Regions from separate parts of the Mus musculus genome. Here regions 1, 3 and 4 are each linked to region 2. The links are chromatin contacts, called in public HiChIP or PLAC-seq maps. All regions are on one chromosome and are shown on one strand. Each heading gives the region's core, a stretch centred on a gene start, on an enhancer-like site or on the middle of the called end of the contact. The rest is flanking DNA. Distances are from core to core; before and after follow the strand shown. Region 1 holds the start of Gal3st1 (galactose-3-O-sulfotransferase 1). Region 2 holds the start of Castor1 (cytosolic arginine sensor for mTORC1 subunit 1). Region 3 overlaps Hormad2 (HORMA domain containing 2). Region 4 has its middle 23 kb from the start of Hormad2.

Region 1 (3,093 bases), core at 300-2,799, 230 kb after region 2:
CTCCCTGCCCTGGAGAGAGATCTCACCTGATGACTCCAGGTCTCCAGTCTGGTAACCTTTGGGGTACTTCTGCTCCATCCCGCTGTGTCTTCTCTAGTCATTCACATTTCATGGAGTCAAACCAAAGCAAGAAGCTTGCCCCAAGCCACTGAGGGGGCCTAGAGTCCCCCATTGCCATTGTCCTGTGAGTCACTGCTTTCCTGCAAGTGCTTGTTTGTTCTTCCTTGGAGCCCAGTGAGAGGCACTGTGAGTGACAGATTTATGAGAACTCAGCACAGAACCCAGGAAGCAAAAGAGATGCCCAGGAAGGCATCTTTCCTCCAGTTTGGGCAAGAGGACTTCTGGGTAGGGCTGGGATCCTGAGACAGGGACCAAAAAACAAAACAAAACAAAACAAAACAAAACAAACAAAAACGCACACTGTGGTTTGCAGTGAACTCAGCCATTTCCCAACGGTGTGACCTTCAGCAAGTCACTGACTCCTTGAGCCTCAGTATCTTCCCTCTAGATAAGTAGCAAGGAAGCCTGAAGGCACAGTGCAGATCAGCTCACCCCCTCCAGAGAGGAAGAGATTGAGTTCTGATCGGCTCTCCCTCCACACCCCTTTCCTCCTGAAGATTTCCAGGGCATCCTCACCCTCAGCCCAGTAACCTCTGGTGTCAGGTGTCAGTCCCTGCAGCCAGATGTGTGCCTGTCATCACAACCAGCTCAGGAAGGGGCGGGGCGGGGGGGGGTTAAAAAGAGAAGGCTCATGTTGGCCTCTCACTAAGGGAACAGACCAACCTGAGACCCCCTTATGGAGCACTGGTCCATGGCTCCGGAACCGTGTAGTTGTTGCATATAGGATCTTTCCTGTCCTAACTAGACAAGTCTGTCCTTGTCTCCTGGACTCACCTCCTTAGGGGCACACATATGAGAGGCCTTCCCCAAGCACAAGAGTCTGTCATTGCCCAAGGCCCCCCTCTCCCCGGTTTGTACTGTGACAGCCGCCTCTTCTGGGAACGCAGGTAAGGAGCGGGGAGATTCCTGCCTCCTTCTCCACTAGGGCCCAGGCCACAATGTCCAAGAGGATTAATTATTAACGAACTCACAGCACAACAGCTAACCTTCTGGAGCCCCACCCACCCCATTTTTAGGGACTCCGGGGGTCAGGGGAGGAGGGGCACCCAGAGCAGGGCAAGCAATCAGCCAGAGCCTGCAGGATACAGTGTTGGTGAAGCAGCTCTGCAGCATTTCTATATCCCTTGCTGGGCAAACACGATCCATCGATCCAGTAGGCAAGATGTTCAGGAAGTAGGCTGAGGCAGGGCACAGCCAGCGTGAGTACAAGACCTCCCGACATACCTTTGCCCTGTTCTCCTTGGGCTCCGGGTGGCAGGGGTCGGCCCCGGCCCCCGCCGCCGCCGTGGCGCTCACTGGGCGGCGGGGCGCACTCGCCGGGACCCGGCGCGCTGGCAGGCCTGGTCCATGCCCCCGCCCCGCCGCCGCAGCGGCTGCCGCACCCCGCTCTCAACACTCGCCAGGTGAGGCCAGCAGCCTGGCCCGGCCCCTGACGCCAGAGCCAATGGGCGCCACGGCCCCCTCCCCCCCCCCACCCCCTTCCCGTCCTCTCCCCTGCGCCGCCTGCCCAAGAGGCACAGAAGCTGTATTCAGCTCCCTGGGGCGCAATATTGCGCCCCCGCCTCCGGCCTAACAAGGACTATTTGTCTCCGATGGGCCAAGGGGTCCATTGTCCTACTGCCAGCCCAGAAGGGAATAGAGGGTGCCTGGGGCTTGGTGGTAGTGTTGGGGAAGGGAGCCTGGGCTCTGGAGAAAGGGGGCAGGACTAGTTGCCAGCCTTTTATGGACAGCACTGGAGCTCCTCAGAATCCAGTGGAACATAGGTCTTCCTAGCTCCCTCTGATGAGCCAGGAACACATTTGTGGTATCCAAGAAAAACAGGTGAAGAAGCGCCAGGATCCCTGGGCCGAGTCACTTACATGGTTCAGCTAACTTTCCTCTTGAGGATACCTCCTCTAGAGGTCTGGGCAAGTAAGTAGGGGCCTGTTTGAGTTCAGACTGTCCTTCATCCTAAAGGAAAACCAAGGATGGGAACTAATTTGGAATTAACCCCAGCTGTGGGCACTGCAGAACCAGCTGGCCATCGGGTGGCACATGGGCCACGTCAGAGTCCCACTACCCCCGACATTTCTAGGCAACCGTGGAATGGGGAAAATTCCACATCAGCCTGGCTGCCAGGCATTCTTCCATATCTAATGGGCTTGCTGCTCTTTGTCCTTGTGGGCCCTGAGTCACCTCCCAGGCTATAGGTTATGACTTTGAAACTCCTAACCCTTTGTTCCTGCCTCTTGAAACTGCCATGCCAGAACATGGCATCAGATAGAGCCCCCTCCCCCCATCCCACATATACAGTGAAGCCACCAGTTTGGGGGACCTTGGGGTCCACAAGCCAAAGCCTGCAAAACTCTTGCCTTCCTCTTCAGTTGAGGTGCAGCCATGGCAGCACAAAGTCCACATATGGGGCCAATACAAAACAGGTCTGTCAGGCTATCAGGTCCTTAGATTCAGGGAGGGCAAAGTCCAGCCTACCCTGTTTAGGGTATCACCGCCTCTGGGGAATGGCTATGGGAAAGATGTCCTGGGAAGGACTGAATGATCAGAACCCTGACCCTGTCATGATACATGGACAGTTCCAGGTAAGGACCATCATCAGAGGTACCTGGAGTGAGGGGACAGGTCCACAAAGGTCACAAGCTGAGATACCAGCAGTGACCTCACTTGGATGGAAAACTAGGCTATTGCTGCCCTTAGACCTCACGCTCACCTTCCACCTGTACTGGCTTGTTTTGGGTCAACACAAGCTAGTCATCAAAGGAGCCTCTCAGTCGAGGAAACACCTCCATGAGATCCAGCTCTAAGCTGTTCGTGGTGGTGCACACCTTCAATCCCAGCACTCGGGAGGCAGAGGCAGATGGATTTCTGAGTTCGAGGACAGCCAGGGCTACACAGAGAAACTCTGTCTCGGAAAAAAATGGGAGTGAAGGGGTGGGGAAAGAGATCCAGATCTAAGGCATTTTCTCAGTGATCAATGGG
Region 2 (2,960 bases), core at 348-2,847:
CCTTTACAATGTAGATTAAGCTGAGATTTAACTTAAACTGATCTTATTGCCACAGCCTCCTATGTGCTGGGATTACAAACACCATTTAGTCTGTTTCCTATCTGCAAAATGGACTTCATGGGCTTCAAAGCACCACCAGAGGGCACCCAGTGACCAACTGATGGGAAAGCTCCCTTGCAGACAGATTTCCCTACAGAACAGGGAATCTAAGTCCTTAGGGAGGGAGGCTCAGCCAAACTCTAGGTGGCTAGCTTGAGACTCCAGGCCTTAGAGGATGGGGCAAGCAGGCAGACATGGAAGCCAGAAGTCATTTCCCCGGTCCCAGTCCTGAACAGGGACAAGGGCCAGGGTAGCTGTTGTTCACTCAGACTCAGCCAGGAGGCCCTGGACCCTGCTCTGGGCTTGCTGCCTGCCCCTGCATTCCTTCCCTAACTCTCAGCCGCCTAGGCTTCCCAAGCCAGTAAGGGAGGGGCTGCTTTCCACTGGGGAGACAAGTCCAAGAAGAAATAATGTTCAGGGTAAAACAGCTGCAGGAACCCCTTTATTTTCCCCTAAAACTGTGAGACACCATGGCCACCTGTGCTGGCCTGGGACTCATATTCAGCTCCGTGTGGGTTTTACGTTTATAAAACTCTCACAAATTTTGTCAAACGGTCACGACTCCATCCCACACAGTACTTCAGTGAGTGATGGAAGGTTTGAACCCGGACCTATATTCCTTTGGGGTCTAAGCTCTCTGGGAAGCTGGATCCCTAAACTTAGTAAGAATACTGCTTAGAGGCAAACAAGGAACCAGTTCCGACCTTTAAAGCCCTCCTCATCCACCATGAGAGTGTAATCTTCCGGAGTCTCAGTCAGGCTGAAGAACTTGCACCTAGGAGGAGGGAAGGGGTGGGAAGACTTTCAGCCTAGAGTGAATGGAATGGAGACAGCAAATGAAGTCTGCTCCAGCAGCACTAAAGGACCCCCCACCAGGAGCCTTCCGGACCCGCACTCGGGCCTCACTCTCTTCCTTGGATCAATGAGTCTAGATCCCATATTTGGGATCTCCCCTCCATTCCACAGAAGTGGAAGGCTTTGGGTCCCCCTGGACAACTCTCAAAAGTTAACGTGAGGAGACTAGAAAGGGGCTACAGCCTGCCAAGGAACACATGCCCCCACTACACTGCCTACTCCAGGCAGTTTGCACCTTGACAAGCCCTGGGAGCGGGGCCCTCCGGGCCGGATAGGCGGCGTCGCAGAAAGGGTAAGGCCCAGGCTGGATGATGGCCAGAGTGGCTAGCGTCCCCACCCGGTACCCGCTGCTTCGCGGCGACTCTAGTCCTCCGCCCCTGGCCCAGAGGGGCAGAGGAGCCTCCACCCGCCCGACCTGCGCTCGTGAACCCGGGTGCGCACCGACTGCGACAGGGCAGGAAGAGCAGCTTGATGAGCGGGTGGGTGTAGAGCCAGAGGCCCGGACGGGCAATGCTCAGTACTCGCACCCGGTGCTCTAGGATGTGAAGTTCCATCGCAGATACGGCAGCCCCGGCCTGGCCGCCAGCGAGACCTAGGCAGGAGGCGATGCGGTGGCGCCGGGCTTAAAGAAGCACCGCCCGCTACCGGTCCGCCCAGCCAGGGATCCACACTTCGGCGGCCACGCCCCACAGCCACTGTGAAGTGGCCACGCCTCCTCCTGAGCCCTGCCTACCGGGCGCTGCGGGCTGCCTTCAAACTCTGCCAAAGCCACTCTTCTAGCCCTCACCCATCTGAGTCCTTCAAGGACACGCCCCAGACACGCCCTTTCCGCTGGACGCCCGCTGTGTTGGGTTTGGGAACGTGCTGGAAGCTCCTGGTCCCCTCCCTGTCTATCCTCCAGGCTCGCACGTGGGCTTTATGGTTAAAGCCACTAAAACGCAGAGCCTGGCGGTGGTAAGTGTGTATCTTTAATCCCAGCACTAGGGAGGCAGAGGCAGGCAGATCTCTGTGAGTTCGAGGCCAGACTAGTCTACAGAGTGACTTCCAGGACAGCTAGAACTACACAGAAAAACCCTGTCTGGACTGTAGGAAGGCTGGAAGCCGGGCTGGAGCTCTGTTGGGGCCAGAGCTGTCCATAAATCTCCGGAGTGGGGAGGTTAGGCTGGAGACCCGCGGAACAGCTGAGTTGGAGCCTATCTTCCTTTTATTGCCGGGGGTAGGGGGCAGGGACTGCAGAGCTGACAAGGACAGTAAGGACTAAAGATCCCTAAGAATGGGGTGCCCAAGGTTGGTTTGATAGTACTGCAACCCTATCTTGTTGTTGTTTCGACCAGCAAAACCTGGCCGGTGTGGCAGTTTTTAGTCAAACAACTTCTGAAATAGAATGCTCCCCACTGAGGGGAGGAACCGAAAAAGGGTCCTCCTCTCCTGTCTAAGCAACATACTATGGACTCTGAATCTTTTTTTAAATTTTATTTATTATATGTAAGTATACTGTGTCTTCAGGCACACCAGAAGAGGGTATCAGATCTCATTTCGGATGGTTGTGAACCACGTGGTTGCTGGGATTTGAACTCGGGACCTTCGGAAGAGCAGTCAGTGCTCTTAACTGCTGAGCCATCTCTCCAGCCCTTACCCCTAGATTCTGAATCTTATTCCAGGGACAACCCTAAGTACCTGAAGTGAGAATGCCCAGGGCTCAGACACTGAGGGGACAGGCCATAGTATTTGAGGTTCCCTGGGTATCAAACCAGAGACCTCCCTGTTGAAGTTTTCTTAAAGCGTCTCATCATTTGCAGAACTCAACTGGCCTGAACACATCTAAATTAGCTACAGATCCAAGAAGGCCCCTAAGCACTGGCAGACACCCCAGTGATCAAGGTTTAAGAAAACCCCAAGGCTGAGCAGAAACGAGCAAGCACAGGTTGATTTCACGGCAGGATGGGGCATGCTCCAAAGGGCCCTTGTTTGGCCCAGACACTCGGCTTCAGGTTGGAGGCTTTAAA
Region 3 (3,051 bases), core at 387-2,886, 180 kb before region 2:
GGAGTTATTTATGATGCTTTCACAGATTGGGAATCTATTATGTTTCTGTAGTTGTTTGCCTCTTTTCCATCTGGTGCTATTTATTTGAGTCCCTTTATTATTATATATGCCCCAAATCAGTATTTTTTAAAAAGTTAGGTTTTGATTGTGCTGTTCACATCTATTGCTTCTCTTTTCTTTTACTCATGGTTTCTTTTCTGTTTGTTTTCTCCCTGACCACACATTGATCTTCCCACCCATGTGCAGACGTGCATACCTATAGGGTCCTCACAGTACCATTGGTGTACAGATGTACACATCTGTCTTAGTCACTGTGAAGACACTGTGACCAAGGCAACTCTTGTAAAAAGAAAGCATTTAAATGGGGACTTGCTTACAGTTTCAGAGGTTTAGTCCATCTTGATGGGAGTATGGTGGCTTGCAGTCAGGCACTGGAACAGTAGCTAAGAGCTAGCTACATCCTGATCTGTAGGTGAGAAGACTTTAGACTTGGCATGGGCTTTTGAAACCTCAAAGCCCAAAGACACTTCCTCCAACAAAGCCACGCCTACTTATTGGTCTAATTCTTTTCAAATAGTGCTAGTCCGTGCTGACTAAGCATTCAAGTATATGACCCTATGGAGGCCATTCTCATTCACACCACCACAGTACCTACAAGTCTCTATCAATGCACAGACTTGTATTCCCTATAGGTCCCTCATTTTACTCTCTAAATGGAATTTCAATCATTTTCCTCTCAGGCTTACTATCTGTGGCACTAGGCACTGCCACTCTTCCAAACAACCAAGATGTTTAACCTCCATCCTCTCCTTACTCCTCACATCCTTTTGGATCGTGTTTCAGTCCGCTCTGTTTTGAAATACTTCTCAAGCCCGGCCCTATCCGACCATGCTGACTCAGGCCGTGAGGCTTTCTTGGTGAGTAACAGCTACAGTTCCTGACTGGGTCTCTCTAACATTCAGTCTGTCTTTCAGAGTGCCAGGAATGAAGGTATTTATCATTCTCAAATACTTCAAATAGTATTGTTTGTGTAATTTCAAGAGGCATAAAGATGCAGTGTATGAAAATAGCAGTTGTGAGCAGAGCAGAGGTAGGGAAGAGGGTAATGTGATAAAGCTCTTTGGCTGCTTTCGGTGGTAAGAATGGAACCAGGCCTTGTGCATGCTAGGCTTGTGTTCTATTACTGACTATAGCTACAGCCTGAAAGAGCTTTTTAAAACAATACAATTAACAACATTAAAGTAATTGAAAATTCAGATCTTTCAACTGTCCTTATATCTTATCAATACAAATTTTAACTTTGTATGCCCCATTCTTTTCAGTATTTTTCAATGGATATATTTATTTGTATATTATTTCAATAATGGTATATATAATTTCATTTTTATTTAGCAATAATTTTGTAAATATGTCCTACCTAGCCTTTATATGTAAAGTTCAATGACTTTTTGGTTCATTTAGGTTCATATCATTTCTCTATTTTTAAATATTTCGGTTGTCATACGTGAATGTTGAGCATTCCCCAGTACTTTACATTTAATGGCTTGGTTCCCAGGCTTGCACTATTGAGGACAGATGAAGCCTTTTAGGAAGTGGAACCTAGTAAGAGGCCTGGTAGCCAGGAAGCATGTCTTTGAAAATTAGCTTCTTCCTTCTCCCTTTTGCTTCCTGGTGATAAAGTCAGCAGTTTGTCCTGACACATACTCCCACTATGGTGTCCTGTCTTGTCACAGGCCCAAAGCAGTGGGCCAGTCAGTCAGGAACTCCAAAGCTATAAATCAACTATTTCTTAGTGACAAAGAGCTGACTAATGTGTAGGCTAATTTCTGATAATGCTATTATAAATAGCATTACAATAAATACCTTGCAAGTGTGACACCTCCTTTCCTTACCTTCTATTGGATTAACAGTAGCAGGAGTGAAATATACATATTTTTGAAATTTGTATAGAGTTTGGATGAATATTATCAATATATGATAATATTCAGAAACTTCCAGTTTTTCCACCTCCTAAGGATGGCATTTTTGATAATGATAGCTACTTGATAAAAAGGGGTAGCTCCCCATCACCAGCTCTGGTTACATCTATTACATGCATACATAGACATATATAATATGTACATATTATATATACATATAAAATACATGCGCACATATGCTTTTGTTCAAGATAGAGTATAGATGACTGTCTTTAGGATATTACAAAAACCAACGATTCAGGGAGTTGGCTGAGCTAAATTGATCTCTGAGATCTCTTTCATGCTCAGATTTACTGGGCTGTATTAAGACTGGTACCTTGAAAACAAACAAACAAAAACCAAAAAATAATGGTGTCTTGGCCAGACAATGGTGGCTCATGCCTTTAATCCCAGAACTTGGAAGCCATAGTTAGGTGGATCTGTGAGGTCAAAACTAGCCTGGTCTACATAGTGGGTTCCAGGACAGCTAGATTCATGTGGAAAGATCTTGTCTCACAAAACACAAAACAAAAACAAACAAAAAAAGATGCCTTGCTGTGAGGAAAACGATACAGAAGATGTAGTTTTTGCTCTGAGAACTAACTGAAGACACAGCAAGTATATGTTATGAGAATATTAGAGACGATGTGAATGACAGAAAGTTTTCCTATTTTTATGGTCTCACCATATAGCTCTGTCTACCCTGGAACTCACTATGTAGGTTAGACTATTCTCAAATTACAGGATCTTTCTGCCTCTGCCTCCAAGTTGCTGGAACTAAAGGTGTGTCCCAGCATGCTCAGCCTTTTCCTCAGTTTGTTAAGGTAGAAGGTTAAGCTGAGATTTTGGGTATAACCCAGGCTTGCCTGGAAGTAACTCACTGTGTGTCCAGGCTGGCCTTGACCTGAAGATCCTGCTACCTCAGTTTTCAGCCATTCCTTTTTTTTTTTTCCTTTTGCTTCTGTGGATTGATTTAACCCAGGATCTTATGTATGTTAAACATACACCTTATCATTCATGTCCCAACTCATTTTTTCTTTTTCTTTTTAAAGATTTATCTATTTTTATTTTGTATATGTAAGTATTTTGTCTG
Region 4 (3,158 bases), core at 184-2,683, 250 kb before region 2:
AGACCGGCCAAATCTTCAAAGAAAGTTCCAGAACAGACAAGGTGACACAGTGAGCCTTTATTTATCTCAAAATAAATAAAATATTAAAACTGCCAACCAGACTGGGCAGCTTGTGTCTCAGTGGTAGAGTTTTTTGGGGGGGGTAGGTGGGAGGTGGTGTTTCAAGATAGGGTTTCTCTGTGTAGCCCTGGTTGTCCTGGAACTCACTCTGTAGACCAGGCTGGCCTCAAACTCAGAAATCCACCTGCCTCTGCCTCCCAAGTGCTGGGATTAAAGGTGTGTGCCATCACTATCCAGCAGTGGTAGAGTTCTTGTCTATCATACATAAGACCCCAGCCCTGAGAGAGACAAAAATACAAACCAAATCAAACCAAGCCTGTCCAGTCTCTGCTGGCCTGTGTAACGCAGCTGCCTGGTAAAGCATCCACAAATCCTGTGCACACCCCAGGAAGGGCATGCATGGATCATCAGGAGATGCCCCTCGCTGGACAGCACTCACCCTGTACACAGAGGACCCATTGCTGTCCTATGCTCTAACATTCTTTTGTATGCTTCAGGACTCTTTTAATCGGAAGTTATGAAAAACAGTGTTTCTGGACTAAGCAATAGTCACATTTTAATTTTTTTCAAATGCACATATATTTTTGTAAAAGAAGAAAACTTTCTGGTGACTTAATGTCTCTCTGAACTTTCTAGGCTTGGCTTGGCTTAGTGCTAGTACATCTGCAAGGTGCTCAGATCAAGCCCCAGCACCTAAAAAAAGAAGCTTTGAACTGTGAATAATTTCCTGCAGTCCTGGGGGCAGGGGTAGGAACCAAACTCATGGCCTTGACTGAGCATGCTCAGCAAGTATTGCACCCCCAACCATACTCCCAGCTCACACCGCTCCCTTTGGAAGCCCATACTTAGTGATGGAGGTCTCACCCAGGCCAGAGTAGCCTCAAACTCACTCTGTAGCTCAAGATGACCTTGAACACCTGATCCGGCATCACTGCCTCCCTAATGCAGGAGTCACAGAGAAAAGTCTCCATGCCCTAAGAAAAACCGATGTGTCTGTCTGGAGTGCCTCTGCACAGGGGATTTGCTGCTTCCTCTGTTGATTTACACAGTCATTTATTAAAGTCAAAATAGATGCCTGTGGTGTTTACTTCATACCTGGGTTGCCATTCAGGACTGATGCGCTGACACTGCCAGTCTTTCAGAGATGGATGATCCTGTCTTTACATATAATCATCTCCTTAATAGCCCTGTGTCATACCATCTTTTCTAATTCTAAGAACAAATTTACATCCTACTTCATTTTTGTTGCTCAAATGAGTCCATTTTTGACATTGGCTTTTGTGGTGGTTTGAATGAAAATGGTGCTGATAGGCTCAGAGGGAGTGGCACTATTTGACAGGATTAGGAGACAAAGCCTTGTTGGAGTGGGTGTGGCCTTGTTTGGGGTGGGTGTGGCCACTGAGGGGTGGGCTTTGAGGTTCCAGAGGCCCAGGCCAGGCCCAGTGTCTCATTCTCCTCCTGCTGTCTGCCGATCCAGACATAGAACTCAACTATCTCTCCAGCATCATGTCTGCCTTCATCCTGCCATGTTTCCCACATGACAATAAGGACTAACCCCTCTGAAACTGTAAGCTGGCCCCAATTAAAGGTTTTCCTTTATAAGAGTTGCTGCGGTCATGGTGTCTCTTCCCAGCAATAGAAACCCTGACTAAGACAGCATGCTTTTGGTGAACCCCTCTGCCCATAAAAACCATCTTCATGGGTTTTCTTATTGGTAATGTCATCATTTTGGTTTTTAAGAAATCTGTGCTTTCTCCTCTATAGGGACCCCACCCTCATCACTGTATGCAGTCATGTGTGGCATAAGGACATCCTGGGCAATGGCAGACAGAGTGTGTCAGTGGTCCCAGGGAATTAGGATGGAACTGAAATTTTCCTATTGCCTAATTATATCATGGTCATCATACCATCACTGTACAATGCATTAGTCAACTGTTTGGGCTGGTGCTGCTGTCAACAGACCTGCTGTGCCACAATGGTACATGCAGATCTATGCAGTGCGGAGTGTTCCTGGGGCTGGCTTACTGTTCACACCCTGTGGGTGGCACACCCAGGGCTTCCCATGTGCTAGGCAAGCTCTCTCCCACTGAACTGCATCTCCAGCACACACACCTCTCTTTTTTCATATTAAATCAGGTCTCACTAAGTTGCCCAGGCTAGACTCGAACCTGTAATCTCCCTGCTTTAGTTTCTTGAGTCGCTGAGACTGCAGGCGTGTGCCACTATAGTCAGCTGGGATTACTTTTTCTTATAGTTTTTAAAAATAACTGCATGTTGGAGTTATGAATTTCTTCCTTCCTTTGTTTTTGTTGTTGGCGTTTTGTTTTGTTTTGTTTTGTTTTGTTTTGTTTTGTTTTGTTTCTTCTTGAGCTCTGACTTTCCTGGAACTTGCTCTGTAGACTGGGTTGGCCTTGAACTCAGAGATAGGCTTGCCTCTGCCTCCTGAATGCTAGATGTGCGTGTTGCAGCTCTGCAGGGAAAGGCTTCCCCTACAGAAGTGTCACAGCTTTGCTTCAGCTGCAGCACAGCAAAAGCTCTGCTCAAGTGTTGCCACTTTACTCAGAGAGCTATCCTGGCAGTCAGGAGCCAAGGACTACCACAAAGTCACACCACACAACAAACCTCACACAAGAGACTTACTGGGAGGGGAAAACCCAGGAGGGCGGCTGCCTCTGTTCTTGTGAGAAGCAGCAGGGAGCTGAGCAAAGAGAAAGGTTTATGTGAGATTTCTTGGGGGTGGGGGTGGGAGTGGGGGGTGGAGCTTTCCAGGGTGAGGATTGGTGGAATTTCAAGTCCTGAGTTGGGTGAGCTTAGAATTAGTCGGGTTTTGAGTTCAGGGATTGGTGGGTTTCTGTGACAAGCTCAGGGGTTGGTAGAATTCTGTTTCTTAGCCCTGGTCTTGGGGTCAAGTCTAGGTCAGTGTGTTCTTTCCTTGGTCTTTTTATCCTACACCGGGTGCTACCACTACCAGGCTGAATTATAAACTTCCAGTTAAACACACAGACCATCCCAGCTTACATTGGTTTGACATTTTCAGCTTTAGGATGACGGTGTGAAAATGATGCCCACTGAGTAACAACTGCTCTCTTCTGAATGTT

What was found. HiChIP or PLAC-seq counts read pairs in DNA pulled down with a chosen protein or histone mark.
Region 1: an H3K4me3 HiChIP or PLAC-seq map of embryonic stem cells shows a contact between it and region 2, with 13 read pairs. The contact joins the promoter of Gal3st1 here to the promoter of Castor1 in region 2. A contact is called at or near these places in 9 of 39 promoter capture datasets (the 3T3-L1 cell line, 3T3-L1-derived adipocytes, HPC-7-derived erythroid cells and 5 more), 15 of 484 Hi-C or Micro-C datasets (the G1E-ER4 cell line, adipose-derived mesenchymal stem cells, brown adipocytes and 4 more), 2 of 115 datasets of contacts at active chromatin or transcription factors (embryonic stem cells and stem cell-derived neural progenitor cells) and 1 of 9 other capture datasets (adipose tissue).
Region 3: a contact with region 2 is called in an H3K4me3 HiChIP or PLAC-seq map of bone marrow-derived macrophages, with 4 times the contacts expected there. The contact joins the enhancer-like site here to the promoter of Castor1 in region 2. A contact is called at or near these places in 8 of 39 promoter capture datasets (the 3T3-L1 cell line, 3T3-L1-derived adipocytes, cranial neural crest and 5 more), 1 of 15 datasets of contacts at CTCF or cohesin (the NIH/3T3 cell line), 10 of 115 datasets of contacts at active chromatin or transcription factors (bone marrow-derived macrophages, embryonic stem cells, microglia and 3 more) and 2 of 9 other capture datasets (adipose tissue and liver).
Region 4: an H3K4me3 HiChIP or PLAC-seq map of embryonic stem cells shows a contact between it and region 2, with 4 times the contacts expected there. The contact joins the enhancer-like site here to the promoter of Castor1 in region 2. A contact is called at or near these places in 5 of 39 promoter capture datasets (cranial neural crest, fetal liver, neural stem cells and 2 more), 4 of 15 datasets of contacts at CTCF or cohesin (CD8 T cells, the G1E-ER4 cell line, embryonic stem cells and 1 more), 19 of 484 Hi-C or Micro-C datasets (the C2C12 cell line, CD4 T cells, CD8 T cells and 8 more), 9 of 115 datasets of contacts at active chromatin or transcription factors (bone marrow-derived macrophages, embryonic stem cells, epiblast stem cells and 1 more) and 3 of 9 other capture datasets (adipose tissue, liver and macrophages).

What each region holds. Positions count from the first base shown.
Region 1 is chr11:3,982,092-3,985,184 of GRCm38.p6, reverse strand. Gal3st1 (galactose-3-O-sulfotransferase 1) reads right to left here and starts at 1,549. Exons shown (of 4, transcript NM_016922.3): 1 at 1,345-1,549; 2 at 27-244. It overlaps Gm46265 (a long non-coding RNA gene), which reads right to left and starts at 20. Exons shown (of 2, transcript XR_001780153.1): 1 at 1-20.
Region 2 is chr11:4,216,862-4,219,821 of GRCm38.p6, reverse strand. It overlaps Castor1 (cytosolic arginine sensor for mTORC1 subunit 1), which reads right to left and starts at 1,597. Exons shown (of 9, transcript NM_028022.2): 1 at 1,396-1,597; 2 at 804-874. The coding sequence starts at 1,508.
Region 3 is chr11:4,399,311-4,402,361 of GRCm38.p6, reverse strand. The region is part of intron 10 of Hormad2 (HORMA domain containing 2); the gene reads left to right. Among named protein-coding and RNA genes, the nearest start is that of Hormad2, 40 kb to the left of the region's middle. Within about 2 kb of position 1,636, at least 30 of the 459 cell types and tissues checked have an H3K27ac peak or open chromatin away from gene starts, as enhancers often do. A contact at or near this core is called in the NIH/3T3 cell line, bone marrow-derived macrophages and pancreatic cancer cells, where this site is marked.
Region 4 is chr11:4,462,651-4,465,808 of GRCm38.p6, reverse strand. No RefSeq gene overlaps it. Among named protein-coding and RNA genes, the nearest start is that of Hormad2, 23 kb to the right of the region's middle. Within about 2 kb of position 1,433, at least 5 of the 459 cell types and tissues checked have an H3K27ac peak or open chromatin away from gene starts, as enhancers often do. A contact at or near this core is called in embryonic stem cells, where this site is marked.